Regions from separate parts of the Mus musculus genome. Here all the other regions are linked to region 1. Evidence: chromatin contacts called from public HiChIP or PLAC-seq and promoter capture Hi-C data. All regions are on one chromosome and are shown on one strand. Each heading gives the region's core, a stretch centred on a gene start, on an enhancer-like site or on the middle of the called end of the contact. The rest is flanking DNA. Distances are from core to core; before and after follow the strand shown.

The links. Promoter capture Hi-C pulls out the DNA fragments that hold promoters and counts their contacts. HiChIP or PLAC-seq counts read pairs in DNA pulled down with a chosen protein or histone mark. Capture Hi-C pulls out chosen DNA fragments and counts their contacts.
Region 2: a promoter capture Hi-C map of pre-B cells shows a contact between it and region 1, with 4 times the contacts expected there. The contact joins the promoter of Fanca here to the promoter of Cdh15 in region 1. A contact is called at or near these places in 5 of 39 promoter capture datasets (embryonic stem cells, hippocampal neurons, liver and 2 more), 1 of 15 datasets of contacts at CTCF or cohesin (pro-B cells), 2 of 115 datasets of contacts at active chromatin or transcription factors (bone marrow-derived macrophages and large pre-B cells) and 4 of 9 other capture datasets (adipose tissue, liver, macrophages and 1 more).
Region 3: a contact with region 1 is called in an H3K4me3 HiChIP or PLAC-seq map of stem cell-derived neural progenitor cells, with 32 read pairs. The contact joins the promoter of Mvd here to the promoter of Cdh15 in region 1. A contact is called at or near these places in 11 of 39 promoter capture datasets (cranial neural crest, embryonic stem cells, fetal liver and 5 more) and 10 of 115 datasets of contacts at active chromatin or transcription factors (craniofacial prominence, embryonic basal ganglia, embryonic midbrain and 3 more).
Region 4: a promoter capture Hi-C map of adipose tissue shows a contact between it and region 1. The contact joins the promoter of Vps9d1 here to the promoter of Cdh15 in region 1. A contact is called at or near these places in 4 of 39 promoter capture datasets (hippocampal neurons, liver, pre-B cells and 1 more), 1 of 484 Hi-C or Micro-C datasets (regulatory T cells), 1 of 115 datasets of contacts at active chromatin or transcription factors (pro-B cells) and 2 of 9 other capture datasets (adipose tissue and liver).
Region 5: a promoter capture Hi-C map of liver shows a contact between it and region 1, with 2.5 times the contacts expected there. The contact joins the enhancer-like site here to the promoter of Cdh15 in region 1. A contact is called at or near these places in 15 of 39 promoter capture datasets (the 3T3-L1 cell line, the C10 cell line, cranial neural crest and 10 more), 6 of 15 datasets of contacts at CTCF or cohesin (the NIH/3T3 cell line, embryonic stem cells, large pre-B cells and 2 more), 101 of 484 Hi-C or Micro-C datasets (the AML12 cell line, the AtT-20 cell line, B cells and 66 more), 15 of 115 datasets of contacts at active chromatin or transcription factors (T-cell acute lymphoblastic leukemia, Th17 cells, astrocytes and 12 more) and 5 of 9 other capture datasets (adipose tissue, embryonic stem cells, liver and 2 more).
Region 6: a contact with region 1 is called in a promoter capture Hi-C map of cranial neural crest. The contact joins the enhancer-like site here to the promoter of Cdh15 in region 1. A contact is called at or near these places in 11 of 39 promoter capture datasets (the C10 cell line, cranial neural crest, embryonic stem cells and 7 more), 2 of 15 datasets of contacts at CTCF or cohesin (embryonic stem cells and pro-B cells), 8 of 115 datasets of contacts at active chromatin or transcription factors (Th17 cells, craniofacial prominence, double positive thymocytes and 5 more) and 1 of 9 other capture datasets (liver).

What each region holds. Positions count from the first base shown.
Region 1 is chr8:122,846,125-122,851,271 of GRCm38.p6, forward strand. Cdh15 (cadherin 15) reads left to right here and starts at 2,250. Exons shown (of 14, transcript NM_007662.2): 1 at 2,250-2,405. The coding sequence starts at 2,364.
Region 2 is chr8:123,316,004-123,321,150 of GRCm38.p6, forward strand. It overlaps Fanca (Fanconi anemia, complementation group A), which reads right to left and starts at 2,573. Exons shown (of 43, transcript NM_016925.3): 1 at 2,472-2,573; 2 at 2,059-2,168; 3 at 360-453. The coding sequence starts at 2,550.
Region 3 is chr8:122,441,000-122,446,146 of GRCm38.p6, forward strand. It overlaps Mvd (mevalonate (diphospho) decarboxylase), which reads right to left and starts at 2,423. Exons shown (of 10, transcript NM_138656.2): 1 at 2,295-2,423. The coding sequence starts at 2,367. It overlaps 9330133O14Rik (RIKEN cDNA 9330133O14 gene), which reads left to right and starts at 2,657. Exons shown (of 1, transcript NR_045696.1): 1 at 2,657-5,147. Gm20735 (predicted gene, 20735) reads right to left here. Exons shown (of 3, transcript NR_015497.2): 3 at 4,269-4,642.
Region 4 is chr8:123,252,083-123,257,229 of GRCm38.p6, forward strand. Vps9d1 (VPS9 domain containing 1) reads right to left here and starts at 2,140. Exons shown (of 15, transcript NM_028200.2): 1 at 1,906-2,140; 2 at 523-598. The coding sequence starts at 2,004. Zfp276 (zinc finger protein (C2H2 type) 276) reads left to right here and starts at 2,113. Exons shown (of 11, transcript NM_020497.2): 1 at 2,113-2,841; 2 at 3,625-3,928; 3 at 4,202-4,248; 4 at 4,337-4,783. The coding sequence starts at 2,634.
Region 5 is chr8:122,514,565-122,519,711 of GRCm38.p6, forward strand. All of the region lies in intron 1 of Piezo1 (piezo-type mechanosensitive ion channel component 1), which reads right to left. Among named protein-coding and RNA genes, the nearest start is that of Gm26497, 3.5 kb to the right of the region's middle. Within about 2 kb of position 3,142, at least 60 of the 459 cell types and tissues checked have an H3K27ac peak or open chromatin away from gene starts, as enhancers often do. A contact at or near this core is called in adipose tissue, astrocytes, bone marrow-derived macrophages and 10 more, where this site is marked.
Region 6 is chr8:122,535,702-122,540,848 of GRCm38.p6, forward strand. The region is part of intron 1 of Piezo1 (piezo-type mechanosensitive ion channel component 1); the gene reads right to left. Among named protein-coding and RNA genes, the nearest start is that of Piezo1, 13 kb to the right of the region's middle. Within about 2 kb of position 2,245, at least 110 of the 459 cell types and tissues checked have an H3K27ac peak or open chromatin away from gene starts, as enhancers often do. A contact at or near this core is called in craniofacial prominence, stem cell-derived epiblast-like cells and trophoblast stem cells, where this site is marked.

The DNA.
Region 1 (5,147 bases), core at 1,000-3,499:
GGCCACCCCCCCCCCCAGGCATAGATGGTGTCAACCCTGCTCTGTTCTGTCACTGTGGTAAAACACCTGACAATGTAAAGGAAGGAAGAGTCGACCATCCCATCAAACAGCAGAGTGGTAGGTGCTGGTGACAGGCTAGTCCAGGGACCCACATGTGACTCCGGCTACTGTGCTGGGTCTTTCTGTGTCAGTTGGACTTAAGCTAGAGTCCTCAGAGAGGAGGGAGCCTCAACTGAGAGAATGCCTCTAGAAGACTGGGCTGCAGCCAGGGCTGTAGTGATGGATGGGGGAGGATCCAGATGGGTGGGGTCACTCCTGGGCTGGTGGTCCTAGGTTCTGTGAGAAAGAGCAAGCCAGTAAGCTGTACTCTTTCATGAACTCAGAATCGGCTCCTGCCTACAGGTTCCTGCCCTGTATGAGTTCCTTCCCTATTTCCCTCAGTGCTGGGTTTACAGACTGTTTCATCTGCTCTGCAGGATCTCGTGTGGGAATTCTCATTCTCTCTCCCTCTTTCCCCATCTCCCCCACATCCTTCCTCTCTCCCCCCTCTTCCTGTCCTTCTCCCAAGTCCAGAGGACAGCATATAGGGCCAGCCATATAGGGGCTGCACCCAGCAGGAGGCCAGAGGAGGAAGGAACAACCTTGGTTGAGATGGGAGGGTGTTCCCTTGACCGAAGCCGTGGAGCTGGGCATTGAGGGATGCGTAGGAGTTCTCTAAGTAACAGCGGAAGGAAAGCATGCTCCAGGCAGGGCACCTCAAAGAGCATGGTGACCGTGGAGGAAAGGGGTGGACAAAGAGCACTTGGAGGTGAACTAACAGCTGTGCGTCAGAACGGCTGTTGGGGCAGAATGGGGGGAAAGGTGTTGTGGTGGACCAAGAGCCACCTGGACGTCTTCATCCAGGCTGATACAGATCTATTGGGGTCGGATCAGCATAGGGTCAGATGGGTGTGAGCGCAGGCAAGTTGGAAAGCCTCTAGCTTGTGGGTAGTTTAAAGCCACTGGACCAATGGAGGCCTGAGGGAGAGAGTGAGGAGGGAAAGCCCAACCAGCCTGGAGTCCCTGGCCACTGGGCCACACACTGCCTGGGGAAGGGGCTGGGAACTCTGGCTAAGCTGACGGGGTTCAGGAAACATGGGCACAAGCCTGGTGCAGCCTTTCTAGTCAGGGACTGGGACCTCAGTCATGTATGTAAATCAACCAAGTCTCTACCAATGCCCGCGGGATCTGTCCAGGACAGTGGAGTGGACCAGCAGGGACCAGGCACCCTCCCTTCGTGCCTGTCTTGGGCCTTGGATCCAGTAACGTCTCCTGCCTTCTTCAGTGCAAGCCAGAAGGATCACGCCCATGGCCGGCTGATGTCAGCGAGGGCCATCCAGAAGCTATCAGCAAAGAAGATATCCCACAAAATCATGGTGACTGCTGCATACATGTGGTGTGGCGGGAGATGCAGGGGGTAGGCAAAGGAGCTCTGGCCAAAGGCAGAGTGGCCCGTGGGGTGAGACCTGGGCCTGAACCCCTTAAGAATAAGCCACATGCCAGTCTTTCTTGCCCTTCACTCAGCCTTCAGGAGCCTCTGATGTGTTCTGGAAGAGCAAACCTGAACAGGCAATCCAAACGTGACCCCCAATCCTCCTGCTCCTTCCTCTGGGTTAGGGGCCACTTTGGGGTTTTTTGGTTTTGCTTTTTGTTTTTTGAGACAGTTTTTCTACATTGTCTGGGCTGGCCTAGAACTCACTATGTAGAGCAATCTGGCCTCTAACTCATAGGGATCTGCCTGCCTCTGGATTAATATTAAAGGTATGGGCTACTGTGCTTGGCTCCCTCCATTCTTCTACAAGCTTGGGTCTCTCTGGACAGCTGCCACAGGCCTCAGTCCCAGCCTACGGCATGCTGAGTTCTTCCCCAATGTCCACTCCCCGCCCCCCTACATGCTGTCACTCAGTCCAGGAGCCCCCTACAACACATGTGCTGACCTCAAAACTTTACAGAGCCTCCCTCAGGCACTGATCACATATGCTGTCACTCAGATCGCCCCCCCCCCCCCATCACTTTGCTCTGGCTCTGCCTTGCATCTTTCACACTACACTCTTGTGGCTGTCCAGGCCCACCTACATGTGCTGTCACTCATCTCTGATCCCGCCCATGACTCTGCCCCCCATGCAGTCACTCAGCCCTAGCCCTGCCCAGACCCCGCCCTGGCCCCGCCCCACCACACACGTGCAGTCCCTTGGCCTGCTCCCCAAGCACTTGCGCTGTCACTCAGCCCAATGCTCTCAGCGTGGGGGTAGAAGAAGCACCACCGCCCGTTCCACCGGCCGCCCAGTCGGCCACTTGTCCTCGGCTCTTCCGCCACTGCCTCAATGGGTTCTGCTCTGCTCCTCGCCCTCGGGCTGCTTGCCCAGGTAAGCTTGTAAGCCCTGTGGCATCCCTTCCTCTAGCTTTGGGATAGCTTTCCTGGGACCACTGGCCTGGAGTGTCTTTGGGGGAACCTGAGAGCTGCGGCCTGCAGTGTCCAGGGTGGGCCGCACTCTCTGAAGCATTGTAGGAAGGGGTGTCCTGTGTTTAGGGGCTTCCAGAGGGAGGGCGACTGACCTGCACATCAGTGAGCAAAATGGTTCAGGACTGGAAGCATCTCTGAGGCACGGGAACAGCCATTGGGCTGTCCCTTCAGTCTGGAAGCATATCACAGGTGCTCCCTGGAGCCTCCCAGAGCCTAAGGGTGGCCAGTCTTGAGAGGTCTTTCTATTCCAGAGCACGAGGCAGAGAGAAGGGGCAGAAAGCCACAGTGTCTGTAACACTTATGCCCCTGGTTGGTCTTGGTGGTGCCTGAGTCTCTACCCAGTGGTCCTAGAGGAGCTGCAACGCTTCCCTACAGGACCTAAGAATCCAGAGAAAATAACTCCAGGCCAGAGTAGCCCAACACACTCTCAGTTCACACTGCCTTTGACCTGACCGGGCCAGCGGCTGTGCCTGGATCCGCCTGGAGATGGAGTGATCTGTGGTCCCCAGATCAGTCAGTCTCTGGTACCCTGTCTTCTTAACATGGCACAAAGAAGGATGGGTAAAGCCCAGGTCCCCAGTTTTTCCTGCTGTTGGCAGTCCTCAGACTGGCTGCTGAATGGTCCTGGACTGGCCAGAACGGGAATGTGGATTCTGTGGTCCCTGCCAGGGTCCCTTTCCACAGAGATGTGCACTGAGGCTGTGGCCAGCCTCTGCGCCCAGAGGCAACAGGTGGCGAGCACAAAGAATTGCTGTGTGTGGAGAGAGGTCAACCAGCATTGCATGGGTGTGTGGTGGGGGGTCCGTCCCTTCCGGGAACACACTTCAGGACTTCCTTGGTTCCCTCAAATTCCCACAAAGCCTTGCAACTCTACTCAAGTTTCAGTTCTCGGCAGCTGACAGGAGCCTGGCCAGAGAGCCCCCCTTGCAGCTGGCCCTGGGTCATCAGCCCTACACTTCCAACCAGCAACACCCCAGCTTTGGGGGCCCACATTCCCTTACCTGGGCACATCTGCTAGGCTAGTTAAGACCCAACACAGAACCCCAGTCTTGTGCATAACGCCCTGACCCATCAGAGCCCCCTCCATACCCTGGGCTGGGATTTGCTCCCCACTGGCTACAGTAACAGCACCCCCAAGGCTGGAGGGTGGGTAGTGTTGGGTAGCATTCTTCTCCCCCTCCATCACCAAGCCCCCCCTCTCTGTTGCACTAGGGCAACTGCCCCCCCCCCAGGCATCTGGAGGCCCCGGCAGTCAGGTGGGGGCAAGGACCCGCCCCGCCCCGAGGCCTGGCCTCCTGCACTTACTTCACAGCAGCACTCAAATTAGCTCCAGTGCCTGGGGAACTTTTCCTACCTCCCCCAAATGTGCCCCCCCCCCAGCTTTAGTGCTTCTGTAGGCTTTTGTCCACACACCAGGTCCTGGGGCTGCTGCCGTCTGGTCATTCTTGCTTCCTTACTGGGCTTTTCCCTGGCTACCCTGGCCCAGCTGCTCTGTCTTGGGCTCCTCTGTTTGGGGTTGGAAGTGGGCTGTGCACGGATTCAGATTCGCAGCTCACTCCATGGCCTCCCTATCCTGGCTCCCTCTGGAATCTGAGCTTCCAGAACTCCATGGCAGCACCAGGGGGTGTATTGCGTTCAAAACTGGTCCCCGCCAGGCCTCAAATTTTAGCTGCTCAGGAAGCTGAAGCAGGAAGATCACAAGTTCACGGCCAGCCTGGGCAATTTACTGATACCTCACCTCAAAAGAAAACTAAAAGCTGCCAAGGCTGTAGCCAGTAGAACACTTGCTAAGCACGCTTGAGATCTGGGGTTCTAATCCCAGTATCATCCACACATTAGTACTAGCACTCATAAAGATGACCCCCTCAGCCCCTGCACTTGGGGTTCAGTCTCTCTAATTGCTACTCCTGAGCTGGGTTGCGGTGCATCACGGATAGTCCAGAGAGATGCCTGCCCACCTCACCTCTGTCTAGGAACCAATGAAGCCGTGTGGAGTCTGCAGGAAAGATGGGTCTCAGCAGTACTTTGGGGGACTAGTCACTGACACTGAGAGAGAGCCTCATCTCTAGCAGGTCCAGCCAGCAGCCTGTAGTGACTCAGGCTGGAGGCAGGCTGCTCACAGTCCTGAGCACTGTGCCCAGCCTGTGCTGGCAGGCAGGCAGGCAGGCAGGACCAATCTGATCGGCAGGGACAGCTGCCTGTCTGCCCCCTCCCCATTCTCCTCTGATGACTGCAGCAGCTGGACAGGGTGGTCCCACAGTGGGAATGTGGGGCCACCTAGGCCAGGCCAACAGCTGGGCTCATTCCTGGCATGCTGGCTGTCCAGGAATGAGGTGGCCATGGATTCCAGCCTGTGGGAGCTGTGCAGGCCTGAGAAGCCTGTGGGAAGTCAATGCAGGGGGGCTTCCTGCCCTCCACCCCAAAGGCCATTAGCTCTGTTAAGATGGAACACACACCTTGCTCTCGTGGCTAGGGCACTTGTGTCTTCCCAGTCAGTCCCATCTCCCTGTCACCAGAACCTCTGCCCAGGATCAGTGCAGGGGCGTGCACCAGTGCTAGACAGCTCTCTCCTTGGCCCCTGGCAATGGCTAATGCTATTCCATTGGTAGTGTTGGTAAAGCCTCTTGCCTGGCCCAAGCACATA
Region 2 (5,147 bases), core at 1,323-3,822, 470 kb after region 1:
CAATAAATACCTCCGGGCAGTGGTGGCTCACATCTTTAATCCCAGCACTTGAGCGGCAGAGGCAGGGGCAGGTGGATCTCTGTGAGTTCGAGGCCAGCCTAGTCTACATATAGAGTAAGTCCCAAGACAGCCAGAGCTACACAGAGAAACCCTGTGGGAGTTGGGGGTGGGGGTTGGGGGGGAGTGGGGTAAAGCTAGGAAATAACTCCAAATCAAGTCATAGAGCCCGTGTAACTGGTGATGATACAAGAGAAAGGGCATTGTCAGGTGGAATCTGAATGTCTACGGACTGTAACAGATGGCGACTTTTTTCCCTTAACCGCTTCCTAAGTGAACTGAAAAGCACAGCGACAACTCACGGATGAAGGAAGCAGACCGGTCGGAGGAAGCGTCAGCACTGTCGCGGTCGATCAGCTCACTGAGACGCAACCTTTTACACTGTGGCTCTTCTACCTACAAACCGAAGCGGTAAGAACAGCAAGAAAGTGGTTTCAAGACTCCAGCAGTGTGCAGCTCGCAGAGCAGGCAAGTTTGCTTTGTTTTGGTTCCCTGGTTTGTTAGTTTGGTTTTATTTTGTTTTGCTTTTAAATTCATCTTTGTGTGTGAGAGTGAGTGTGTGTGACAGTATGTGTGTGTGTGTATTAGAATTTTTTTTAAGATTTATTTATTGTATATATATATGTGTGTGTGTGTGTATGTATATAGATAGATAGATATATACACATGAGTACATTTGTCACTGTATTCAGATATGCCAGAAGAGGGCACCAGATCCCATTTCAGATGGTTGTGAGCCACCATGTGGTTGCTGGGATTTGAACTCAGGACCTCCGGAAGAGCAATCAGTGCTGAGCAGCTGAGTGACCTCTAGCAATGACCTACCCTTCAGTGTCTTCCCTGTAAATGAGATTATCGGTAGCTCATGCCTTTCACTCTGGTTTGGAGAAACAAAGGAACTTACAAATATAAATCATACAGATCAGTGTGTGACAAACTGAAGTTCTGGTGTGCTGATGCTGCAATGGTTTAGTAAAACCAAGTCCAGAAGTAAACGGGATGCTACAATGCCAGCCCTATTGTTTAGGAGCATTTTAAACCATGTGAAAATGCCTGTGCTTAATTGTCATATTTAAAAGTGAGAATTAAATTGTCTGTATGCCATTCTGAACTGTGTTTCAAAATGACAACATGGAATTAGAGCAGCAAAGGCCTAATTGGTTCTCTTTGGTGGATTATGAAAGATTTCAATCACCCTCATGTTTCTATATATGCGTTTTCTGTCACAGTCTGTGTTTGCTGCAAAGAAACAATGTTTATCTTAATATTTAGAACAATTCCAGTGTCTGCAGTGAATGTTTCAGTCAAAGTGTCTCCAAGAGAGGGCTGTCCATCCAATTTGGGTGCAGCGCATGTCAACAAACGGTAAAGTCGGCTTCTGGGACAAAAAGCATCCCTTTGTCAGCAGTGAATTCCTCCACCCCACACCCACACAGGTTACAAACACTGCTCTCTTCCCCTGGGTGTTTCTCTGGAACACCGCTGAGCCATCTCTCCAGCCCCCAGAATTTCTATTGCTGTAATAAAAACACCATGACCAAAAGCAACTCGGGATGCTTCTTTCAGCTTACAACTTGTACTCCATCTTGCTGGGTGTGGTGGTGCACGCCTTTAATCCCAGCACTTGGGAGAGAGAGGCAGGCGGATCTCTGAGTTCGAGGCCAGCCTGGTCTACAGAGTGAGTTCCAGGACAGCCAGGATTACACAGAGAAAAACAAACAAACAAACAAAAACCAGATTGTACAGGAATCAACCCTCCAGCCCCTCGAGTACTTTTCCCAGAAGGAATTTATTAAAGCCTTTCATGAATTATTAAATGTACTACCCAACTACTTTCATCTCCAAAGACATAAAATATAAAATACACTCAGCTCTCCTCCCACCTGGTTTGCCGGCACCAGTTACTCGCCAAGTACTCAGGCTTAGAAGGACATTAAAAAGATTATGATCTGGCTTGGCTCCGAACATCCAACCTGCTCAGCCAGGACAACTTCCTCTTACCTCTAGCAAAAGGTCATGCATATTTTGATGGTATCTCAGGAGTTTCAGAGCAGAATCCTTTAATTTCTGTTCCCTTTCAGGATCATATTTTTGCTTTTTGACTCTGCCCGCTAAAGATATTTTAAAAAGAAAAAAAAATTGCTCAGAAAATTATAGTGCAACGTACACAGGGTGACACGCTGCGCGGAGGTCCAGAGAGAAGCTGTCCAAGTCTGGACAGTCACCTAGCGCTTGCAGCAAGCGGCAGGACCAGGAAGCCTGGGGCCCATGGCCCTAAGAGGACCAGCGCGGCCCAGGACGGCTGACTCGCGGGCAGGGCTGAGCCACGCTGGGATCTGAACCCGGACCCCGAAGAATGGAGGGACCGCACTGGCGCTGGTTGGGGGTCAGAAGGCAGAAATGGCAAGACCTACCCAGCAGCTCGGTCCAAGTTTTTCGGAGGCCCCGGGGCCCACCACCCATGGCAGCACCCCTAGCCGGCGAGCCCGGCATAGCGTCTGGAACACCGGCTCTGCAGCCCGCGCTGCCTTCCGATTGGCCGCGGCCAGGCGCTGGCGCTCATTGGCTAGGAGCATGCTTGACCACACCCCCGAGGGCGGACCCTTGCTCTGTGGCCCTCTTCCTCTTGGTTGTAGTACTTGTCCCGGAGTCTGGCTGCGTTCGGGTGGCAGAGAAGGCAGTATGGTGGCAGCCTTGGTGCAATACACCTGCGCCTGACAACTTAGAGGGAAAGTGGCGCAGAATTGCTAATGGCCCAGAGCTTGGCCTGGGGAGATCACGTGACAAACTGGACCCAGGTTTTCGGTAAAAAAAAAAAGCACTTTTACCTGCTTTGTTCAAAACTACACAGGATCGATCCGAGTACTCTGCTGTGCTTATTTGACTCTGAGGGAAAATTGACCAAAGGAGTTCTGGTGCTGGGGTGTGACTTTCAAGGGTTGAAATTAGAGTTGCTATCACTCCCCGCTAAGCGCTCAAAGTACTTAGGAAGGAAAAACAGCCACAAAAACGCTGTCATTCTTGTTTCTTCCTTTTTTAAATCCACCTTACGTGCGGGGCGGTGCTGTAATCTCAGCATTCCGAAGGCAGAGGCAGGTGGATCTCGGTGAGTTGGAGGCCAGCCTGATCTACCGAGCGAGTTCCAGGACAGCCAGGGCTACACAGAGAAACCCCGACTCTAACAAACAAACAAGCAAACTGAAGGAGGGCATTATGTGCACTGCAGCCACTGTCCTTGATTTTCAGCATTACCCCAGGTGTGTGCACACGCAGACACTAGTGGAAGACAGGACACTAGAGACAGGCTTGAACCGGCCATAGTAGCCAGGTTGTGATTAAAATTCACCCAGCCTGGAATCAGTCAGCAGCTGGAGGAGCCATTATCAGAGCCAGAGCAGAGCAGACAAAGATTGACCGAAGTTTCCCAGGAATCAGGCTTATCTGCCTCCATGACCTGGAGGTGCTACGGTCACACTGGGAGCCAAAAAGTCACTTTACCCATCAAAGAGAACACTTAAAGATATAAAACTGAAGAGAACCAATTTTTTTTTAATGTATTTCTACAAAATTTCATCACTATGGCCAGGACTCGTCCCAGTTCAGGATCAAATGTGTCTGGCAGCCCCACGTTGCCTCTAGCATCAGAAGTGCCCTCAGAGAGGAGCATCAGAGAGCTGCTCTGCCTATTAGAAGATGTGGCTCAAGGCTGGCTCAGTGGTTAAGAGCACCGACTGCTCTTCCGAAGGTCATGAGTTCAAATCCCACCAACCACATGGTGGCTCACAATCATCCATAACGAAATCTGATGCCCTCTCCTGGAGTGTCTTCAGACAGCTACAGTGTACTTACATATAATAAATAAGTAAATCTCAAAAAAAAATGGCTGTACTTCCATCATTGCCCACAAGGTGGACCCCCTCCAACACAAGCCCTCCCCACCCACACTGTTCCTCCCCTGCTACCCTGTTGTTGTTGTTGTTGTTGTTGTTGTTATTTTGAATGAGTAGGTTGGTGAACTCAGAGATACACTACCTCTACTGACTGAGAGCTGGGATTAAAGACACGTACCACCACTACCTGGCAAAAAAGGGCCATTTTCCTCCATATGAAAAAGGAAATCTAGCCGGGCGTGGTGGCCAGAGAAACCCTGTCTCGAAAAACCAAAAAAAAAGAAAGAAAGAAAAAGAAAAAGATAATCTGCTCAGCCAGCCTATGAGGACAAAAAAGAGTACTAGCTTACCCCAAATCACACCAACTGACCATCACCACCGCTGGTACTTACTGTGTGTTTTCAAGCTTTCGTTGGAAACGGTTTTCTTTTCGTTGATGCTTCGTAATTTGCATTTTCAACAAGTGCAGTAGCACAAGTTAGAAATCCTATCAGCTCTGGAAGCTGAGGCAGGAGGATCATTTCTGCCTAGGAGTTTGGGGTAGCCTAGGCAATATTGTGAGATTCCCATTTCAAAAACAGAATTAGAGAGCCGCTGAGGTGGAAACTGGCTAAGACACCCGTGGTGACCTCTGCACTCTACACACGAGCGCACATAGCAATTCACACATACATAAGTAGGAACGCACGCACATGCACACACACGCACACACACACAACGGGCCTGTCTTATCCACAGGCATAAATATCTTCTACATTGTGGATGTAGGCTTCTCCGACATTAATTTCTTATTGTTCTCTGGTGAGTCCCACTGCTTAACAGCACTGTTGCTGATTTTTTAATTAATTGGTTTTCCAAGACAGGATTTCTTCTGTGTAACAAAGCCCTGGCTGGCCTGGACTCGTTTTATAGACCAGGCTGGCCTGGAAGTCACAGAGATCCATCTGTCTCTGCCTCCGGAGTCCTGAGTGCGGAGTGCGGAGTGTGGAGTGCAGGGTGCTGGCTTTTGTTTTGTATTAAGATTTATTTTTATTTGTATGGCTGTGCGTTTGTGCGAATGTGTGCTACATATATGGCTACTGCAGAGGCCAGAACAGGATGCTGGATCCTTTGGAACTGCAATTATAGGTAGGTGTTAGCCACCTGACATAGCCACTGAGAATACTCCCTGAGTCACCTCTCCAGCCTAGGCTTTGTTTA
Region 3 (5,147 bases), core at 1,173-3,672, 400 kb before region 1:
TAGCTCTCCTGGAACCACAGGGCTGCTCTGAAGAACACAGAGCGGATGCCCTATGGCCTAAGGCTGAAGCCCAGCTGCCCTATACAAGACAGGAAGGAAGACCCTGGGGCCTCAGATGTAGGCACCGCTAGGGTATATGGCTTTGGGTACACTATTTTTTTTTGTTTGTTTGTTTGATTTTTGGAGACAGGGTTTCTCTGTGTAGCCCTGGCTGTCCTGGACTCACTCTGTAGACCAGGCTGGCCTCGAACTCAGAAATCCTCCTGCCTCTGCCTCCCAAGTGCTGAGATTAAAGGCATGTGCCACCACTGCCCGACTTGGCTTTGGGTACACTTATGTGGGTTTCTTCTTGCCCACTGGTCCCAGGTCAGCAACACTTGCATCAAGAAAACCCAGGCAGCTGAGTGCGACAAACTTTGTTTGTTTCAGCCCTGCCCTTGTTCCAAGGCTCTGTTAGCCTGGGAGTTCCACACTTTCCTCCCTGAAGGACAGCAGGCTGCCCTGGCTCAGCTGGCCACCTGGACTTCATCCACAGGGCAGATGGATGCTTCTCCCAGCCTGGCCTGCAGTTTCCAGAGGAGGCCTGATGGCTCCTGCAGGAACCCTACAGAGCCCCAGCAGGAACAAGTATCATACAAAGTAGGTGTATCTATCTGTCTGCCATAAAAGAGGTGGTGTCCCTCCTCCAATAGCTAAAGGTTATGCTTTGTTTTTTAAAAGATTTATTTATTTATTTCATGTATGTGAGTACACTGTTGTTGTCTTCAGACACACCAGAGGATCCCATTACAGATGGTTGTGAGCCACTATGTGGTTACTGGGAATTGAACTCAGGACCTCTGGAAGAGCAGTCAGTGCTCTTAATCACTAAGCCATCTCTCCAGGCCCAGCTAAAGGTTTTAATAGGACTTGAGTCTCAGTGCACAGCAGAAAACCATTAGATCTCACCCCAAATCATGTCACACCAAAAAGGAGGATCTCACACTGAGACAAAAACCAAAAGACACTAACGTTGAAGTGTCTAGAGATGCTGCAACTGCTGGCAAAGGCTTTAAAGCAGCCACCATGGAAGTGCTCCAAGCAGCAACCACGCAAAGAAGAAATGGCCCGCAAAGAGATGAAGTAAGAAATGGGGAGCTGGAGAGATGGCTCAGTGGATAAGAGCGCCGATTGCTCTTCCAAAGGTCCTGAGTTCAAATCCCAGCAACCACATGGTGGCTCACAACCATCTGTAATGAGATCTGACCCCCTCTTGTGGTGCACCTGAAATAGCTACAGTGTAATTATTTATAATAATTATTTATAATAATAAATAAATCTTTGGGCCAGAGAGAGCTGGGGTTGACTGGAGCAAGCAAAGGTACTAAATTCAATCCCCAACAACCACATGAAGGTTCACAACTATAATGTACTCATATACATTAAATAAATTAATTAAATCTTAAGGGTTGGCGTAGCACTGGTGGGAATACCAGCTGGGTACTGCCACCCCAGGGAACCCACAGATCATTAACAGAATGAAGAACTGACTCTTGTTCTCCCAGAGCTGCCAGGGCATTCTTCCTAGGAAGGATGAAAGTTCACACCAAAACCTGCCCATAAATGTGGCAGCAGTTTTCCTGGTAACAACAGAGCCCCTGTTCTAGGGCCTAAGCAACAGTGGGCAATGAAATCCTGCTGCGTCCACCTGGATAATCCTCGGGAAGAGCGTGCGTACTGAAACGAGCCAAACTCAAGAATCTACAGGCTGCGTGGATCCACTTCTAAATGACCACGGTGGAAGGAAGAGCAGAGGGAGACTGGGGTGAGAAGCCCTGGTCCCGGCAATACCTCCCCAGTTTACAAGTGTCACCAGGGAGGGAGGAAGATCTGCCCCTCACCAGCGCCCCTCGGATCCCTGCATGGCAACGCCCCCTTCATCCCTGAGCTACCCTCCCAGCCTTCTCCAGCCCAGCTACTCCAGATCCGGGACATTGGTCTTTCCCTCCAGCCCTAGGACCCTGAATCCCGGCAGCAGTGACCCTCATCTCCAGCCCTGTGCACATCGATCCCGGCACCTGTGCCCCGGTCTCCAACTCCCAGGCTCCCCGATCCTGGTTGTAGTAACCCCCATTTCCACCACTGTGCCCATGGATCTGACGGTGGCGAACTTCCCCCTCATTCCAGCCTGGAGGATCCCCTTTCCAGCCCAGCTACTCTGGAACCCGACCCTCGAGCCCAGGGGTCCCAGTGACTACAGCCTCCAGCTCTATGCCCCGATCCCGGCCGAGGTGACTGTTGTCTCCAGCACTCACAGTACTTGATAACTGCGATGTTGACCGGCGCCGTGCAGGTGACCATTAGGTCCTGAGGCTTTTCTGAGGCCATAACTGAGATGCTGGAGTCCCGAGCTAGAGAGCCCAGCACCGATTACCCGGTGTCTACAGACTCACGCGCTGCCATATGATTGGCCCGCTGGCCGGGCTTTTCCCGTGCTGTCCAATAGGCGACAGGCCGAGCCCATGATCCACTTTTTAGCCTATGGACAGGATCGAATGATGTGCGGCTGACACTGAGCCCGCCCCCGGTGCCTGCAAGCTCGTGGCTGCGAGCGAGAGGCGGGGTCCGCTCAGGGAGTGGAATCTACGCATGCGCAGGAGGTGGTATCTGCGCAGGCGTAGGAGGCCTCCTTCTTACAAAGGTTCCTCCTTCTGGCACAAGCACCACTGGATAGCCTGAGTGACCGTCGGGACAGCGGGGCCATCTGCTGCTGAAACAGCGGAGCTGAAAAAGGATACGCATCTAGCCTCTACGCTGCATGAAAAGCTCACTAGACGGTGAATCCGGAGGGATCCGCAGCCCAAGGTCGCGCCCGAGCCCCACATCCTGGAATCTTCTACATTCACAATCTGACTTCTCTTGTCACAACCTCCAGTCTCCTGGTCCCACAGTCTGGGGTCTCACAGCTTGCCTGAGGTGTCCAGCCGCCGCGCCGGCGGATGTACTGCATCCGAGATGGGCATTTTCTCTCCCAAGCTCCACACAAGCAAGAATTTTGTCGTTTTTTTTTTTTTTTTTTCCGTAGCTGAAATGGATCGGCACATTTCTGTGTCATTCTTACGGTACAGTTTAGTGACCTTTAGTATATTTACTTGATACAACCGTCACCTCTGTTTCCAGAACTAACCATCCATTCTCCAACAGAAACAGATACAACTTCCTGGTTCCACCTCCTGTAAAATCGTGGCTGTTGAATGGCTTAGAGTTCCGAAGATGTGCGAGCACACGATACCCACCCAGGCCACCAGTTCTGTTCCTAGGAGTGTGGATGGTACCTAATCCTTTCACAGCCTTCTGGCTGACATTTTCTACACAGTGAATGGGAGTTGCTTTTTTTTTCCATGCTGCTTTTTCTACGTCTGAGTTTCTTGGACACTTTCCAGCTGCACACCAAAACAGCTTCCTTGTTTGTCTAGACCGTCGGTAATTGACTCAAGCCGTCCCCCTTGGAAGCCATGCACCGGACTTTCCTTGCATTGTGTATAAGAGTGCTTGCGTAGATTCCTAGAAGTGGATGAACCAGCCAAGCAGCTATGTGCCTGGGGCGATGTTGATAGCTGTTGGCCGGCTGCCATCTTGGAAGCTGGATCGATTGCTCAGCTCTCTCTGCTAGAGCGAGAGTGTGTGAATAGGCCTTCTGCGCCACAGTAGACAGCCTGTCAGTCAGGCTGACAGCTGACCAATGGGAGTTCACTATTGTTTCCTTGTGGCTTGTGAGATGGCTCGTATTTTCAATTTCTCTTGCAATAACTTTTCTGCTTCATACACACACACACACACACACACACACACACACACACACACACCAGCAGAAAGGTGGTGTGTTTAATCCCAACACTCAGGAGGCAGAGGTCAGGTGGATTTCTGTAAATTCCAGGGCAGCCTGATCTACAGAGTAAGTTCCAGGGCTACACAGAAACCATGTCTTGAAAAAACCTAAATAAATAAACCCAAAGAAGAAGAAGGGGGGAGGATGTCTCTGTGAGTTCAAGGCCAGCCAGAAGTTCACTGTGAGATCCTGTCTCTAAAAAATAAAAACAATAAGTTAAAGAAAGAAGAGAACAATTAATTTACTCCGGAATGAATAGTTTCACCCATGGGTATTTTTGTACATTATCAGGTACAGAGACCAAGGTCACCTCATGAGCTGAAGGACACCAGTACCTGAAACCCCATATACTTTGAAGCTAAGAGTCAGTAGTAGGTCATCTCTCTACTCATCAAATGTTGTAAATGTCTGTCATGTTTGTGAAGTTCACTGTTAGGTCAGGGATACACACATGCATGAGACATGAAGGGAGGAGAGTCCACCAGGGCTGAGTGACCATCTGCTTGCACCTCAGAGCTTGGTCTGAACAGGCCAGCAGAGGGGACCAACGTGCAGCTGTGGTTCCCAGCCCAGGCACTGGGGACAGAAAACCTCTAAAAGCAACCTCAAAAGGGAGGATGCTGTTTGTGGATTTCTGTGCCCCTGTCGCTTGTCCCTTTGAACTCAGTTCCCTAGAGAAGTCTTCAGAGGTCAGAGTTGTTCCAGAGCACCTGGCCGGCCTGGGTAACCATAGAGACTGGTAGAGAGGTAGATTTCATCCAAGGGTTCTGGTTCCTTGTCAAAAACAAAAACAAAAAAAACAAGAAACAGCTCAGTGCAGGGCTGGCTGGCATGCGCAGCCAATCATGTGGGTGACTGTAGGCTGGCAGCTGTGTTTAGGGGGGCTAAGGTAGCAAAGGTCCGAGGGGAGGTTTGGGGCCTGGGCAGAACTAGGGGAGGAAGGAAAGTTGCATTGAGCAGAGGGGAAGGAGAAATGGTCGGGCCCACCCCAGGCTGGAATTTCCTTGCCCTGCCACAAGAAGCAAATCCCTTCCTTCCTCAGGCCGGGAGGGTCGTCACCAAGCCCTCCTCTGACCTGTGCGGGTTCCTGGGCACCAGCCCTCAGGAGTCATTGTTCCTTCCTTCCCGCTCCCCCTGGCTTGTTCTTTGCCTGGATTTTGGCCCCTGTCACTTGGCCCTGACAAATCAGGCCACTGCACTGGGCGACCTCTAAAGGCCCTCCTTTGTTTGGCCTCTGTGACCACAGCCCAACATGGCCTTTAAACAGGTATGCGCCAAA
Region 4 (5,147 bases), core at 890-3,389, 410 kb after region 1:
ACACCCCCTGTGGCTAGCAGCTCACCACCCACCCCAGCAAGTCTGGTTGGCTTCTCTTTCAGAATACACCCAAGCTCTATGCTCCTCCCCATGCTGGGTAGAGCTCTGGGAGGTTCCCAGAATTCTCTTCCACATCCGTCCAAGATGTACAAAACACTAATTTAACTACTTCCTCCTCCAGGACCTTTTAAACGTACTTTTGCTGGCAAGGCCCCCACTTTGTGCATCTCACTCTTAACTACCTTGAGGCAGTGTCTTGACCCAATTCACAATCCGTCCCCTAATCCTGACCACTTCTCCTCAATGCCAGCATGTCACACTATGACATCATATGCTAACGATAAGGACCAGGTTGGAAAGAGACAGGAGACCTCTGGAAAACCTCAGAAGGCAGAAAAGGAGACAGTTCCCCGCCCTCATCTGAAAACATTTGGCGGTGCCAGCTGGTGGGCAAGGGCATGGGTGGGTGGGTGGGGGCACCATTTTGCTATCATGAGAGGAGTAGCAAGTCTGAAGGCATACCTGTAGTGTTTTCCACGTCTTCGAGCAATACCTGGGAGATGTAGTGGATGCTGCGCAGGTATTCCACGTACGCTTCCTAGATGCAGGGGAGAGAATAGCAGTGGTCAGGCCTGCATCCTGCCTGCCTGGTGAATGCCCAGATACAACTGCAGGACCAACAGTGCCTGCTTGTTTTTTGACAAGACTTCCTTCTAGGCTTCAGTGATGGATGGTCCAGCTAGGACACAGATGGTATCTATACTGTCTAGACTTGAAGGGAAAAAGATATCAAACAGAACAAAAAATCAAAGAATTCCTTCCTTCAACACTGTGCTGAGGAGTTCCCAGACAGACACACCTCTCCTCTCATTACTATCCACCACATGAAGGAGCTGAGCTTCAGTCAGGAGGCTCCACAGAGCTGCCTGAGCAGCAATAAGGGTTTCCACTCTGTGTGACAAAGTTCTCTTCCTGTGCAACTCAAAGACTAGCAGTCTTTCCATGTCTCATGAAAAGCACTTCCTGAAATCTGAGGAGAGGATAAGGGCTCATCTGTCAATCTCAAGTTTTGGCTTAGGTGAAGAAATAACATTCTACAGACTCCAGAATAATTCCCTCTGCTCAAAGGAGCCCAGAGCACCGAGCTGCAGGTTTCAGCTGTGTGACCCCTCTGCTCTGGGCTCTGTGACAGCTCAAGACAGAACGCACTCTGGTCTGTATGTGTTTCGTTTTACTCGTTGTCAAAATTACCCAACTTTAATTAGCTCAGCACTTCAGATAAAATGGGTTTCAGGTAGGATTCTGGTCTTGTGAGGGTGCCCTAGAAAACTAAGTTGGGGCACTGGACAACCAGTGATTCGTCCTGTCCTATGGAAGCTCTGGGTGGCCCAGCCGGCTTTTCTACCTTGTTGCCATCCTTTTAATTAGCAGTTATTCTCAGTGACAGGCCACACCCCTTTTGTGCCTGGGTTTCTTTACAAATGACCTTTGAAGGCAACTGCAGACAGCAGCAGCATCCTGAATGAGCCAACAGTCGGGTCTTTTCTAGATTAACTCTACACAGACTCTGTCAAGAATACACACACACACACACACACACACACACACACACACATCTGTCATCTACATCTTGGATGTAGGTCCTTTGCAAACAGAACCTCCTCCTTATGTCACACCGCCTCATCACACAGGTAAATCTAGGCCCAGTGCGAGCTGAGCTGTTCCAGGTCCCCGCAGAGCTCGGCGCCCTTAGCCTCCGGGCCCCGGGTCTCCGGGCGCGGTCCCAGAGCCGCCGCCGCCGCCGCGCGCATCGGGAGCGCCGAATCCCTCTACACGCCCGCCCTCGCCCACCCACCAGGGGCAAAGGGCCTCCCAGAGCTGCTTCCGCGACCCTCCCAGCCTCACCCGGGGCCGGTTGCCGGTGTCTAGCTCGATGGCCTTGTTGGCCAGTTTCATGGCGCTCTGCAGTGGCTTCGCCCCGCCGTCCCCGGCCGCAGCGGCCATGGCGCTGGGCGGGGGCGGGGAGCGGGAGGCCGCGGCGGCAGGGGCGGGACGGGGCGGACGCCTCCAGACCGGAACGCGGAGCGCGGAGCTGAGGGAGGCGCAGGAGCTGCGCACCGCCGGAAGGGGACCCGGACACACTTCCGCCGGCCTTGCCCCGCCCCGCCGCGCCCCGCCCCGCCGCGCAGACTTGGGTTTAGGGGACCGGAGGGGTCAGTGGCTCTTGTCACCTCCTCCGGCCAACTTGCTGCGAGCGCGGACGGGAAGGCTGGCGGGGAGAGCTACTGCTCTGAAGGGTTTCTGTTGTGCGCCACCGCCCGGGCGGCAGTCCGCGGCCGTTCACCCTCCGGGCTGCCCCTCCTTTAAGGGCCTGTCGCGAGTTCCGAGAGACCCGAAGAACTCCGGGCTCCTGACCCCGCCGCGGCCGCTGTGGCTCCCCAGACCGCTCCTCGCTTCCTTGCAGCCCTCGCTTCCTCCGGCTCCGATCTCGGGGAGCCGAGCGGAGCGGGGCAGCGCGGCGGAGAGTAGCGGAACGGCACGGAGTGTGCCAAGTTAAGTCCGCTCTAGCAAGAAGTCAGGGGGCCGAGCCACACCGAGCAGCGCGGAGCAGGGAGCGAGTGTCGCCTACCACCATGAAGCGGGACCGCCTCGGCCGCTTCCTGTCTCCCGGAATAGCTCGGCAGCGCGGGGGTTCGGGCGGCGGCTGTGGAAGCGGTCGGACTCGGGGTCGCCCTTCTCGCAGCGGCGGAACGAGCGCTGACGGGGCGGCTGCTCAGCTCAGCTGGGGCTCGATGACACGCTCCTGCGGGGACACAGGCGACGACGGTACAGACGAAGCTGGTGGGTTCCAGGCGTCCTCGGGCCCCGGTGCGAGCTTAGTGATAATGAGAGCAAACCAGGCCTCCTGGTTCTGGAGAACGCGGGCCCTCTGGAGAACTGCCGATAGAGGCCCTTTCCTCTGCCGCCCAGACAGCTCTGTGTCGCTGCTATTTAGTGCGTAAGATTTGAAGGCACACAGGTGTGGCTTCAAGTTTGCTCTTCGTGCTATGGACTTTTAGGGTAATTGCTTAACTTTTTCTGAACCCCAGTTTCTTGATGGTTAAAACAGGCCTATAACCTAACCTGCGTTGGGAACTGAGTTAAGTGAACTAACTGCTTGTTCCTTGTGCGGCTGCGAGTTTGTGAACAAGCAGCAGCTAGTTAGGTTAACAGCCTCCATGTGCATCACATTAGTGTGGTGTTCTTCAGTCATCTGAGAATGGCTTTCCTATGTAAGCTGTCCTTTACTCCCACTAGGGGCAGTTGGGTGGCATCATGCACATGCTGCAGGCAGGGCACCTATAGATGGACAGGGATGAACAGTGAGTTAGTTTCTTGAGGCACGGCTTGGACACATTTTCAGAATAGGGATGTTAAGTTTCATCTTCGTTGTAGGCATCTGGGGTTCCTTGAATATTGAGTGTTCAGTGAGGAAGGCCAGCTCCCGAGTCCCAGTCCCGCTACTCTTGTGTTTAGGAAGCCTGGTGCGGGCACTTCTCTGCTTGCAGTGTTCGGAGGCCAGGGGGAAGAGTGGCCCTTGCACTGCGAGTACCTCGCTTATGTCACATTTGCTTCTCTGCGCAGGAGCAGGCCGGACTCTCGCTATGGGGCATTGTCGACTCTGCCATGGGAAGTTTTCCTCACGGAGCCTCCGAAGCATCTCTGACAGAGTGCCTGGGGAGACTTCAGAAAGACTGTCCCCAGGAGAGCGTGTCTTCATTAGGGACTTCCAGCGTCTGCTGGGTGTCGCTGTGCACCAGGACCCAGCCCTGCCTCAGTCTGTCTGCAAGAACTGCTACACCCAATTCTATCAGTGCCACAGCCTTCTCAGGACCTTCTTACAGAGAGTCAACGTCTCCCCAGCTGGCCAGAGGAAGCCTTGTACAAAGTAGGCCCTTGTTGGATTTCTAGGGACTTTTAGGGGTTCGTCACCCTGTGTTCTAGGTGTTGACTTAAGGCAGTGACTTGGGGTGGACAAAAGCTAGCATACAAAAGCTCATGGTGTTACAATGGGGTGCTGTGGTGGCAATGTTTGCAGAGATCTGAGGGTGAAGAGCTATCACTTAGGAGAGAGGGAACCAGGGCAGCTGACAGAGGGGCCCTGTGGAAGACGTTTGTGACCTTGAGAGGTTCCTAAACTGTGGCCACTGATGCTTTGCAGGGTTGGTGTTCAGCCTACCACAGTGGCAGAGGAGGGAGCATGTGTGGGTGAGTGCTATCTGTGCCAGGGTGGGCGTCCCAGGGAGGGCCTAGCGCTGGCCACGGTGAGCCTGACATCTCTGTTGATTCTCCTCAGCTGACCTGATCGCCTCCAGCCCTCGGTGTCTGCACGGCTTGGTGGGCTGGGTGCATGAGCATGCAGTCAGCTGTGGGTCTCTGCCCAGCCTCCAGAGGACACTGTCCTCTGAGTACTGCGGCATCATCCAGGCTGTGTGGGGCTGCGACCAGGGCCACGACTTCACCATGGACACAGCCTCCAGCTGCAGAGCTCTCTTTTTGGACAGTGCATTAGCAGTGAAATGGGCGTGGGGCAAGGACCTGTCACCACGGCTGGCCCAGAACTCAGAGTCCAACCCCACGGGAGCTGCCTCTCGGCTCTGCCAGGCCAGAGAAACCCAAGTTGGATCTGAGACCAAGACACTCCCCAGTGTGGATGTGGCCCTGCTGCACTCACATGGAGACTCTGTGGGACCTGGGCTAGGCCCCTGTACGCAGCCACACTTGGCTCCCAGTGAGGCCCCAGGTAAGCAGCACCTGTGGCTTATGCTGGAACAGGACTCAGTGTTCTGACCAAGGCTGTCATCAGCAGACAGTGGATTCTGTACTGTGTGCCTGTAGAGCACGGTACAGCATAGGAAGCTGGTGGCAGGAGAGGAGGATCCACCCTCGGTGCCTTCCCCTAGAACCTAAGTGTAGGGTGGCCCGACCAGCCTGTCTGACTTTCTGTCTCTTCACCAGTAGGCCTCTAATTCACCAGTTTCTGCAATGGTGCTCATCTGGCATTCAGTCTTCCTCTAAGTCTGTCCTTAGACCACAGGGGACTGGTTGTTCCTGTAGGCTGAGGGGACTGAGGGAGAGAGAAGAATGGGGTTATTGTCCGCAGGACA
Region 5 (5,147 bases), core at 1,892-4,391, 330 kb before region 1:
ACATGCTGTGTGAGAGCCCGGCCACACACAGTATCACTCACTACAAGCCATATCTTGCTGTCCTCACCTCGGGCAATTGCTATTTTCAGAAACTGACTGTCCTAGACAGGTAAGGTTAAAAGGCCATGAGCTAGGAGCTAGGGTACATTAGGAACCCCGATTCCCTCCTGGACAAAGCAACCCCAAGAGCGGACTTTCTGTGGCCGGGAGCATCAATCCTACCTCATTGTCCCTCTGAGAGTCTCTCCTGAGAGTGGGTATCCTCCACACATCCTCCTCAGGATGAGAACCAACAACAGACCTGGACAGCCAGGGCAGACCTGAACTTGGGGACCAAGACCGACCACAGAACCAGGCTCCCCTGGAAGGAAGCGGCAGGGACCCAAAGAGCACAGTACATTTAAAAAAATTAAAATTGAGCTATAAATGATATTTCCAGTGCCAAAAGCAAAACAAAACAAACAACCTAAGCTGAACCAGGTCACCTCTTCAGGTGACACTACCCACTTGGGGTGGGTGACTTCTTCTGAATTCAGCTTGTACCCTCTTCACAGCCCCTGCCTGACACAGTCTTCTTCCAGGATCACAGTGGACATGAGATGTAGCCCAACTTCCAAGGGCACCTGCTGCTTCAAGGAGCCTGGCAGCAGGGGTGGAGAGGGTGGTGGTAGTGGGGAGGGCAGGGTGTTGACCACGACTGCACTTCTCTTGGCTCCCAAGGGCCTCTCTGGAGTCAGGGTGCTGTCTTCTTCCTGACATACATTGGCTACCATGCAAGGCTCAGCTCTCCTAAATCAAATCTGAAGTTTTCAACAATGATACATTAAAAAAAAAAATCGATCTTCTTTGGCCCAAGAGGCAGGGGGGAAGTGCATTTGTGGAGGCAAAGCTTTCTGAAATCCCTCTGCTTTCCAGGGCTCTATTTCTCAGCCCAACCAGGGCCACGTCCAGCCTAGTCTCACAGAGGCTGCACCCTCCCTCACACTCGCTGCTTCCGGTCAGGTAGATGTCTACCCAGCTTTCCACTGGCTTGTCGATCCTGCCCACCTGTCTACCCAGCTGACTACCCACCAGTCCCTTCATCCACAGGCCCCTGAGAGCTTTCTCCTATCTAACATCCCTGATGTGACAGGTCCTGCCTCTGAGGACACTGGTTCGACCTCACATACCGGGAATGGCCAGCACTGAACCAAGCACGTGAGGGGCAGTGATCAAAAGCCCGTGTCGGGAGCCAAGAGCATGTGCCGCATGAACACGTGGACCTCGGCTGAGATCACCAGAACCCACGTGAAAAGATGGAAAGCCAGGCTAAGGACGCGTCTTGGTGGCTTGCCACAGAAGCCTGGTGACCCGAGTTTGGATTCCCAGAATTGTGCAAAAGCCAGTTGTAATCCCAGCGCACCTCTACCAGGAGATGGGAGGGAGAGAGGAGAGACTGGCTAGAAGCGGTCAGGCCAGGTGGTTGGCAAAAGCAGCAGGGATTAACAGAGAAACCCTGTGCCAAATAAGGTAGAAGATGAGGGCCAACACCCAAGCTTGCCCTTTGACTTCCACGAGCATGCTGTGACACGCACGGACCTGTGTTCATACACATACACACACTTAGATTACGTACAGTGATTGGTGCAGGTATGAAACGCTGTGTGTGGTAGGTAGCATTCTGTAGAAACAGCAACAGAGCCTGCTGGTCAATCAAGCCAACTGATGAACTCCAAAAAGTGGAACACAACTGGAGAAGACTCCTGACTTTGAATTCTGGCCTCCCAAGCACAGCCAATGAAGGGCGGCCACCACAGGCCCTGGGGAGCAGGGAAAGATGCTTTACCCTGCAGCCTGCTTGGCAAGCTTAAAATTCAGACCCCGAGGTTCTGTGTGTGTTGAGTGCGGGAGAGGCTAAAGTTAATTTATTATTGTTTTTAAGAATTATCTATTTATTTTACGTATATGAGTACACTGTCGATGTCTTCAGACACACCAGAAGAGGGCCCCAGATCTCATTATGGTTGTAAGCCACCATGTGGTTGCTGGGAATTGAACTCAGGATCTGTGGACGAGCCGTCAGTGCTCTTAACTACTGAGCCATCTCTCCAGTCCCGCGGCTAAAGTTTAACTGTTATCAAGTTTCAGTCAGGAAAATGAGATGGTCCTGGGGTGGCCATTAGTGACATATGAGGATGTGCCTAATGCCACCACACTATCAAAAATAGATTAAGATGACAAACTTCGTGGATAGATGTTTTACCGGAATAAATACATGAACGGTGTCCAAAATCTGTGATGGGCTCCAGAAACCAGAGACCCAAGATGGCAAGGGGTAGGGACTTCCATGCCTGGCTTCCTGGCAACGAGGAAATGTGAGATGGGCTACTGAGATTGAGGCCTGGCTACTCCTAATCCCAGGTAGGGCCAGGAGAACCCTACATAGCTGTATGTGCCAAAGGTAGATGAAATGCAAGGTGAGGCACCAGGGACCAGGCGAGGGGAACGCCCTGTCCTGCCTCAGCAACACAGGTCAGCTTGGGAGATGCACAGGCCCTGAGCTCTGCCCTTTCCCCTGCCTCTTTTCCTTCCTGCCTGCCCTCCGTGTAGAGCGGTCCCAACACTGTACAGAGAAATAAAGGCTACGTCCAGAGACGAACACTCTACCCAAGGAAACAGGCTCAGAGGCACAACTTGACACTCCAGGGTCTCGTTCTCAGTCATCATTCCTCCAAGATTATCACCCCTCAAGAGCAAGAAGAGCGAGCCAGGAGAGCGAGTCCCGCCTGGGTCAGCCGTGCAGCTCTTGCTTCTGGGAAGAGAGGGAAAGAAACACTAAGAGGCAACACAACCTGGCTGTGTCGGGATGCAGGGTTCCCAGGTGCTCCCTGGTCCCGGTGGTGTGGCGTATTGGTTGAAACACATTGATGTGACTGTCACAACCATGACTTTAGCAGTGCAGAGGACAGAGGTGAGATGTTATTTATCACAAGCAGCCTGAAGGAGACAGCCTTCCTTGTCTTTGTCCTTGAAGGTTAGCTGCCACCTAACTGCAGGAGAGGGGTCATGGGGGACAAAGACATTCCTCAAAGAGGGCAGAGCCTCAGACTGCTCTGGTGGAGCTGCTGGGCAAAGCCTGTGATTTCACAGGAAACAGGCCTTTCCTGAGCCAGCAACAATAGGGACAGCCAGAGGCAGGAAGGGCCCCTTGCAGGCCAGCACATACTTAACCCTTTATAGACCCTCACCCTACAGCACAAAGCTGAAGACCCTTGCTAACATCCACTCTGGGGTCCTCAAGCCATAGCTGAGGGCTAATGAAGTCCACCGGGTGGCTCCCCTGGACTCTGAGTGACCCAGAGCAGAGCAACGGTTTGCTCGTCGTTGTGGGAACCGGGTCAGGGAGGGAGGGGTAAGGGTAATAGGACCACACACAACTTTTAGAGTACACCACACAGAAGGTTTGTCACCACCCCTCCTCCACCATGAGCATGAAGATGGGCCTGCAGATTGGGCTGTAAGGGAGACCTCACCTACTCAAGAAGCCCCAGCCTGGCCCAGGGTCTGTCAGGGTAGGAGACGAGAATCCACCACTCCCTGGAGGCTCTTTGAGCCAGCTGCTCCCATATGTCTCTGGTCAAAGAAGCCTTACAGCGACCTCCCAAAGCAGATGCCAGACACATTTGTAAATGGCTCTGGAAATGAGTCTGAAGCACACGGCAGATCTGTGGGGAGCTTCCCCTACCACAGCCAGTGCTGGACAGACGGACGGAAAGGTGCAGAGATACAGTGTGTGCTTGAGATGACCGGATCCTTTGGAGGGATGGGCTGTGTCAACAGGGAGAGAACACAGTGAAGGTTCACACTAGTCTGCATCAACGCAGCAGGCCGTCCAGCCCAAGTGGAGACAAGCAAGCGTCCAGTGCAGGAACAGCATGGTTTCTTCGAGGGAAGCCTGGGTGAAGAGCAGACTCACCTCACCCTACCATCTCGGCCCAGCACAGAAACAAGGTTGAGGGTCTCATATAACCCCCCACCCCACCATTGTCACTCCTGTCTGCACAAGAGAGGGAACAGGTTTGGATGGCCTGCCCTCCTAGTCTCTAGGCTACCTCCCTCTGAGAAGGGAGGAGAGTCTCTCTAGGCCAAAAGAAAGACCTCGGTGAGCAGAGAGAGTTGAGCAGAGGCCCCAACAGGAGAGACCAGGCTAGCCCAAAGGACTGCAACCCATCTCTAGGGCAGGGCAGGGCAGGGCAGGGCAGGGCCTGCTTGGGACCCTGGGGCAGCCACAGTCTCAGCCCTGGAGGAAGTGGTGTCTAGACTGGCAAAGAGCTACAAGGCAGAGCAGAGCCTGGAGTCCTTCTATGGTCCCAGCTATGCAGCAGCCGTGTCCAGTGGTGGAGCAGAGACTCCGCTGAGACCCTGGGTCCCACAGAGGAGTACGCTGTCCAAAGAGGCCATAGCTGCCAGGCTGGGAGAGGCTCAGCAAGGTGTGTTCGGGGCCCAGAAGTAACCAATACCCTCAGAAGACTACTTCTCGGAAGGGCAGCCTCTGTCCCACCCCATGGCCTTGCACACAGGCCTGGACAATGCCACATGCAGGCCAATGTCTGTCACAATCCTGGGGTAGGTATCAGTCTCACAAGTGTCCCCGAAAACTTGGTTTTCCAGGGATCAGAGACAGGGGTCAGAGGAAGCAAGCTCTACGCTCCAGGGTCCATCTGACCAGGATCCTGGACACATCAATGGCTAGAACTGACCACCATTGGAGCTGAGCAGCCGATAGATCATAAGAATCTGTGAATGTGCCGGGCGTTGTGGCGCACACCTTTAATCCCAGCACTCGGGAGGCAGAGGCTGGCAGATTTCTGAGTTGGAGGCCAGCCTGGTCTACAAAGTGAGTTCCAGGACAGCCAGGGCTATACAGAGAAACCCTGTCTCGAAAAACCAAAATAAAAGAGAAGAAAAGAAAAAGAAAAAGAATCTATGAGTGTGAGGGTCTGTGAACTGGGCCCCTGTCCCCACAATGCACCACAGACTGCCTAGTCACCAGTGGGTGTGGTAAGTGGCCTGAGGTGAGTCCCTGTCCCTAGTGTGATTTATGTGCACTTGTAAGAAGGAATTGGGGCAGACAAAGGATCCTTCGAGACTCAGAAAGACCAAGACTT
Region 6 (5,147 bases), core at 995-3,494, 310 kb before region 1:
GACACACAAAAGCCAGTGATGAACAGCCTTGTGAATGTGTAAGCTGAATAAACCCTTTCCTCCCCAGCTTGCTTCTTGGTTATGATGTTTTGTGCAGGAATAGAAACCCTGATTAAGACACACACACAGTCACATATAAAATAAAAATAATTTAAAACATCTAAACAAGGAGGGGGAAGGAGAATTTACTAAAACATAGTTTGGCCAGGAGTGGTGACACTTAATTCCAGCACTCCGGAGGCAGAGATGAGATGGATCTCTATGGGGCCAGGGCCAGCCTGATCTACAGAGTGAGTTCCAGGGCAGCCAGGGCTGTTACACAGAAAACGCTTGTCTTGAAAAACTAAAAACCAAAACAAAACAAAATTCTCCCCACCACCTAAAAAACAACAAAAACCTCAGTTTGTTCAAAAATGCAACAATGATATCTAATACTTTATGTGCTAGTTTAAATATTTAGATCTCTATTTTGAATTATGTGTGTATGTGTGCATCTGTGTGTGCACATGAGTGGGGGCCACAAGGTGCTAGATCCCCTGAAGCTGGAGTCCCAGGTGGTTGTGAGCACTTGATGTGAGAGCAGGGAACTGAACGCAGGTCCTTTAGAAGAGCAAAAAGCGCTCTTAACCTCTGAGCCACGCTAAAGCCCTGGATACCAATTTAAAAAAAAATAAAAATTATGTTAATTTATTCTTTTTCTTAAAGATGAAGGGTTCAGAACTCAGAGAAGCCATGTAGACTGCCCACGGGCATGCAGCAGCACAGCCAAGAGTCAGAACATCTGTGGACGGGGTGGGGTGGGGTTGGGGGGAGGATTCAACAAGAGGCTGAGCCTGGGACTGTCCTCTTCCTACATTGCAGGAGGAGGCCATTACACAGCATTATCAACCACAGTTCTAAAATGCTACCCAGAACCTACTGGGTTCTACATAGCTCAGGGGTGCTCTTGTGGCTAGCACCACACACACACAGCTAACATAACTCAGAACACACACAGTTCAATGAAGACTTCACAAATAACCAAATACAAGGGTTCAGCTCTGGATGACCTGGAGACTTAGCATGGGGAACAGAAGGCCTTTGCTGTATTCACACCACCAGGCCCCGACCACATTCAGGTGGGCTGTGTGATCAAGAGTACCTCAGGGAGGCGCCTGAGCCTAAATCTGACAGAGGAGCGAGGGCTTTGCTTTTTGCCCCATAAGACGGTTGGTTGGAGACACCTACCTCATCACCATCTCCTGAGGTCCCCAGCAGCTCTATCATCACCACCACCATCACACACACACACACACACACAGAGCAAAACTACAAGCAGTTGAGGCCCCTCAGCAGGGCCAGGCTTCCTCCAGTGAATGAGAAGAATCACAGTGTCTCCACACTGCAGCCGCACTTGGGGCCCTGAGTGCTTCTTGATTGGCCTCTCTGGAAGGGCCGTCATCTCTGGAATGTAACTCGGCCTGCTGGTCCAGAAGCTCTCGGGAGCTCCGAGTTCCTTAGCCTTGAGAGTAATGGTTCTAGCTCCTCCCACAGCCCCAAGGCCACACTGTCTTCAGTCACCTGGGTCTCTCTGATTTAGACAGCTGAAGCTCTTTGGCGTCAAGCCCTGTGCTTTATATAGCTGTGGGGGAGTTGGGGGGTGGAGGAGAGGTGCAGAGGGGCTGGAAGTGGTGGGAGAGGTCTGCCCACCCATGATGAGTCAAGGGTAGAGGTGGGAGGGAGAAGCAGAGGAGCTTGGCTGGAAAGTCAGGGACACAGAGCTTCAACGTGAAGACTCCCTGCTGTGTGGTCCTGCAGAAACCCAGCCTCACCCAAGGGTGCACAATGAAGCCGGTGGCCGGTGCTTCCCCAGGCTGGAGGATAGAGTCCCAGAAGGAAGGGGCTGACCACTGATTGTCAGTGTAACAGCAGACTGCGAAGGAGACACCTATACATACTGTCTTCCTTAGCTATCACGAAGAGGATCTGGAGCAGCCCAGGGACAGGTCACCCACAGCAGCCCTGACCACCCACAGCTGGCCCACCCCACACTTCACGTATTCACTCTCTAGGCTTGTTTTCACTGTGAGAACTGGACACTGATGCAGGAGGACCTTTATAGAGATCACTGAGCCAACTGCTCAGAGGCTGCTCAAGGAAGGCTGCCTAAGGCTTCAAGTTCCGCCAAGCCTTTTCCCCAGCCAGTACCACCCTTTGATCACCAACAACTTTCTTAGGTCTCTGTTTCCACAGCACTGTGAGCCTCTACCCCACACCCCTGATCCTTGGAGATTAGGGCCTACCCAGTTTTCCTTCCCTAGCTGGGAAGGTCTGTGCCCACTGATAAGGTCTGTGTGATGGTTAGTTTTAACTGTCAACGTGTCAGAAGCTACAATCAATCACCTGGGCAGTCTTGAGAAGTTGTCTAAATAAGGTTATCCTATGGGGGATTGACTTGATTGTTTATTGGTGTGGGAAAGACCCAGCCCACTGTGGGCAGCACTATTCCCTAGGCAGAGGGTCCTGGACTGTGTGAGAGTGAGGAAATCAAGCTGAGTAAAAGCGAGTGACTATAAACGTATTTGTTTTTCTCTGCTCTTGACTGTGGAGGTGATGTGACCAGCAGCCTCGAGCTCCTGCTGCGGTGACATCCCTACAGTGATGAACTGTAACCCAGAATCATGAGCTAAAAATAAACCAGTTTCTTCCCTTAAGTTGCTTTTTGGTCTGGATCCTTTATCACAGCCACCAAAATGAAATTAGGACAGCTTAGAATGTGGTCACCATGAGACCATGTCACCAGACAAGACTGGACAGGTGTGACCTCTGAGACCTGGAGCAACATCCACCTCATTACCTCCTCCTGGTCTCTGCTAACATTCCCTTCCCACCTACAGGATGGCAACTCCCAGCCTTCCTTGACCCCACTAAGCCAATATAAACAAGAAACCACAGATGCATGACACTGGGCACAGGCAGGTAGGAGCGTAACACAGGGTTGCAGTTTTGCCAGGCCCGGCTACCATCCCCAGGTGCAAGCTTCAAGGAATGGGTCCAGCCACCTCCACATGATGGAGCAGAAACAGGGACGGCCCTGTAGGGCCAGCCAAGGGCCACGCTGGATTCTGGAGGCTGAAAAGGAAGCAAGAAGTTGCACCCAAATGCTACAAGGCACGCTGTCCCAGATAAGGACAGGGATGGAGGACTGAGGGACAACTCAGCTGGTTGGCACACAGCCTCTGAGGAGACTGGGGACCATGGACTGCGCAGGGCTCCCTAGAGGCTCTGCAAGACATAGGTTGTCAGAGTAATCCACACCTACACCTTGTGAGCCCCTGGTGCAGCATCAGCCGAGCACAGGAACTACCCTATCCTTCAGACTTATGCCTGGGGTCCTCATGGACTCAGGGCAAAGTGGGGAAAGTAGGCAGGGTACAGAGGTAGCCATGACAACCCCTGGGGACAAGGACAAGAGGAATCAGGACACCAACACACAAGGCCCCAGGCCCAGCAGACCAAGGAGGCCACATTGTAAGGAGAGAACAAGGGCCCTGGTCAGACCTGTCAATCAGAACAGGATTACAAGGAGCAGGAGCAGCCACTCTGAGGCAGGACAAGGGCCCTGTGTTTGAAGTTGACCCAAGGACTGAAATCTGAGCAGGTGGACAGGGATGGGGTGGTGGTGATGGGACAGGACATTCTGTAAGGCACCCAGGCAGGTGGTAGGCAGGACAGACAGCATCCAGCCACACAGCAAAGCAGGGAGAGTCACGTGCGTAACGAGTGAAAAGAGTCTGTGGAAAGGCAGCCGTCTACACAGCGCAGGCAGCAGTCACACGGGTTAGGGCCCGCCCCTAATGTGACGCCATGAAAACTGGAAGAGGTGTGCCACGCAGACACAAAAACACTCAAGATACACGGTGAATGGTGGGGGAAATGTCGAATTCATAACAAACTCCAAGGGCCAAACCTAAAGGAAGCCAAATGGCACATGCATGCCTGTAATGCCAGCCTTTGGGTGTGGGTGCAAGAGGTTGAGGTTAGCCTGGGCTACTCAGTGATATCCTGTCTCACCTGGAGCTCAGCATATAGCTCTGTTGGTCGTCTCCTTACCTAGCAGGAATGCAACCCTGGTTCAATCCCTAGTGACATATAAACCAGGCACGGCGGCACACACATGGCATCCCAGCACACCAAAGGAAGGTCGGGAGTTCGAGAACATCCTTGGCTACATATGAAGTCTGAGGCTAGCCTGAGTTGCAGAGGACCCTGTCTCAAAATTAAAAATAGAGCTGAGGAGAAAACTCAGTAGAGCGTTTGTGCCATGAGCAGAACCTGAGTCCAGTCTCAAGAACCTACATGTTTAAAAAGCTGGGTAGCAGCCGGGCAGTGGTGGCGCACGCCTTTAATCCCAGCACTTGGGAGGCAGAGGAAGGTGGATTTCTGAGTTCGAAGCCAGCTTGGTCTACAGAGTGAGTTCCAGAACAGCCAGAGCTATAGAGAGAAACCCTGTCGCAAATAAACAAAACCAAACCAAAACAAAATAACAACAAAAGCTGGATAGCCTGGTGTGGCAGTGAATGTTTTCATCTCAGTATGAGAGGCAGAGGCAACCAGAGCTCTGTGAGTGTAACGCTACCCTATTCTATACAGCAAGGTTCAGTCCAGCTAGGGCTTTATGGTGAGACCCTGCATAAAAATAATTTTTTATCAAACAGCTTAAAGCTGAGTGTAGCAGTGCATACCAGTGCTGGGGGGACAGCCACGGGTCGCTTCTTGGGTTTCCTGGCCTGCAGTCATAGTCCAACTGGAGAGTTATAGGTTGCTGAAAAATCTCTCAGAAAACAAGGTGGCCAGCTTCTAGAATAAACACTTGAGGTTGACCTCTGACCTCCTTGTGCACCTGTGTACATACATGAACACACCACATACACACACACACACACACACACACACAGAGAGAAGAAAGAGAAACCAAATCAAGAAGATGCTCAATTTTGGGGGCTTGTGAGATGGCTCAAAGGTTAAGAGCACTGACTGAAAGTCCTGAGTCCCAACAACAACATGGTGGCTCACAACCGTCCATAATGAGAACTGACACCCTCTTCTGGTGTGTCTGAAGACAGCTACAGTGTACTTATTTATAATAATAAATAAATCAACCAAAA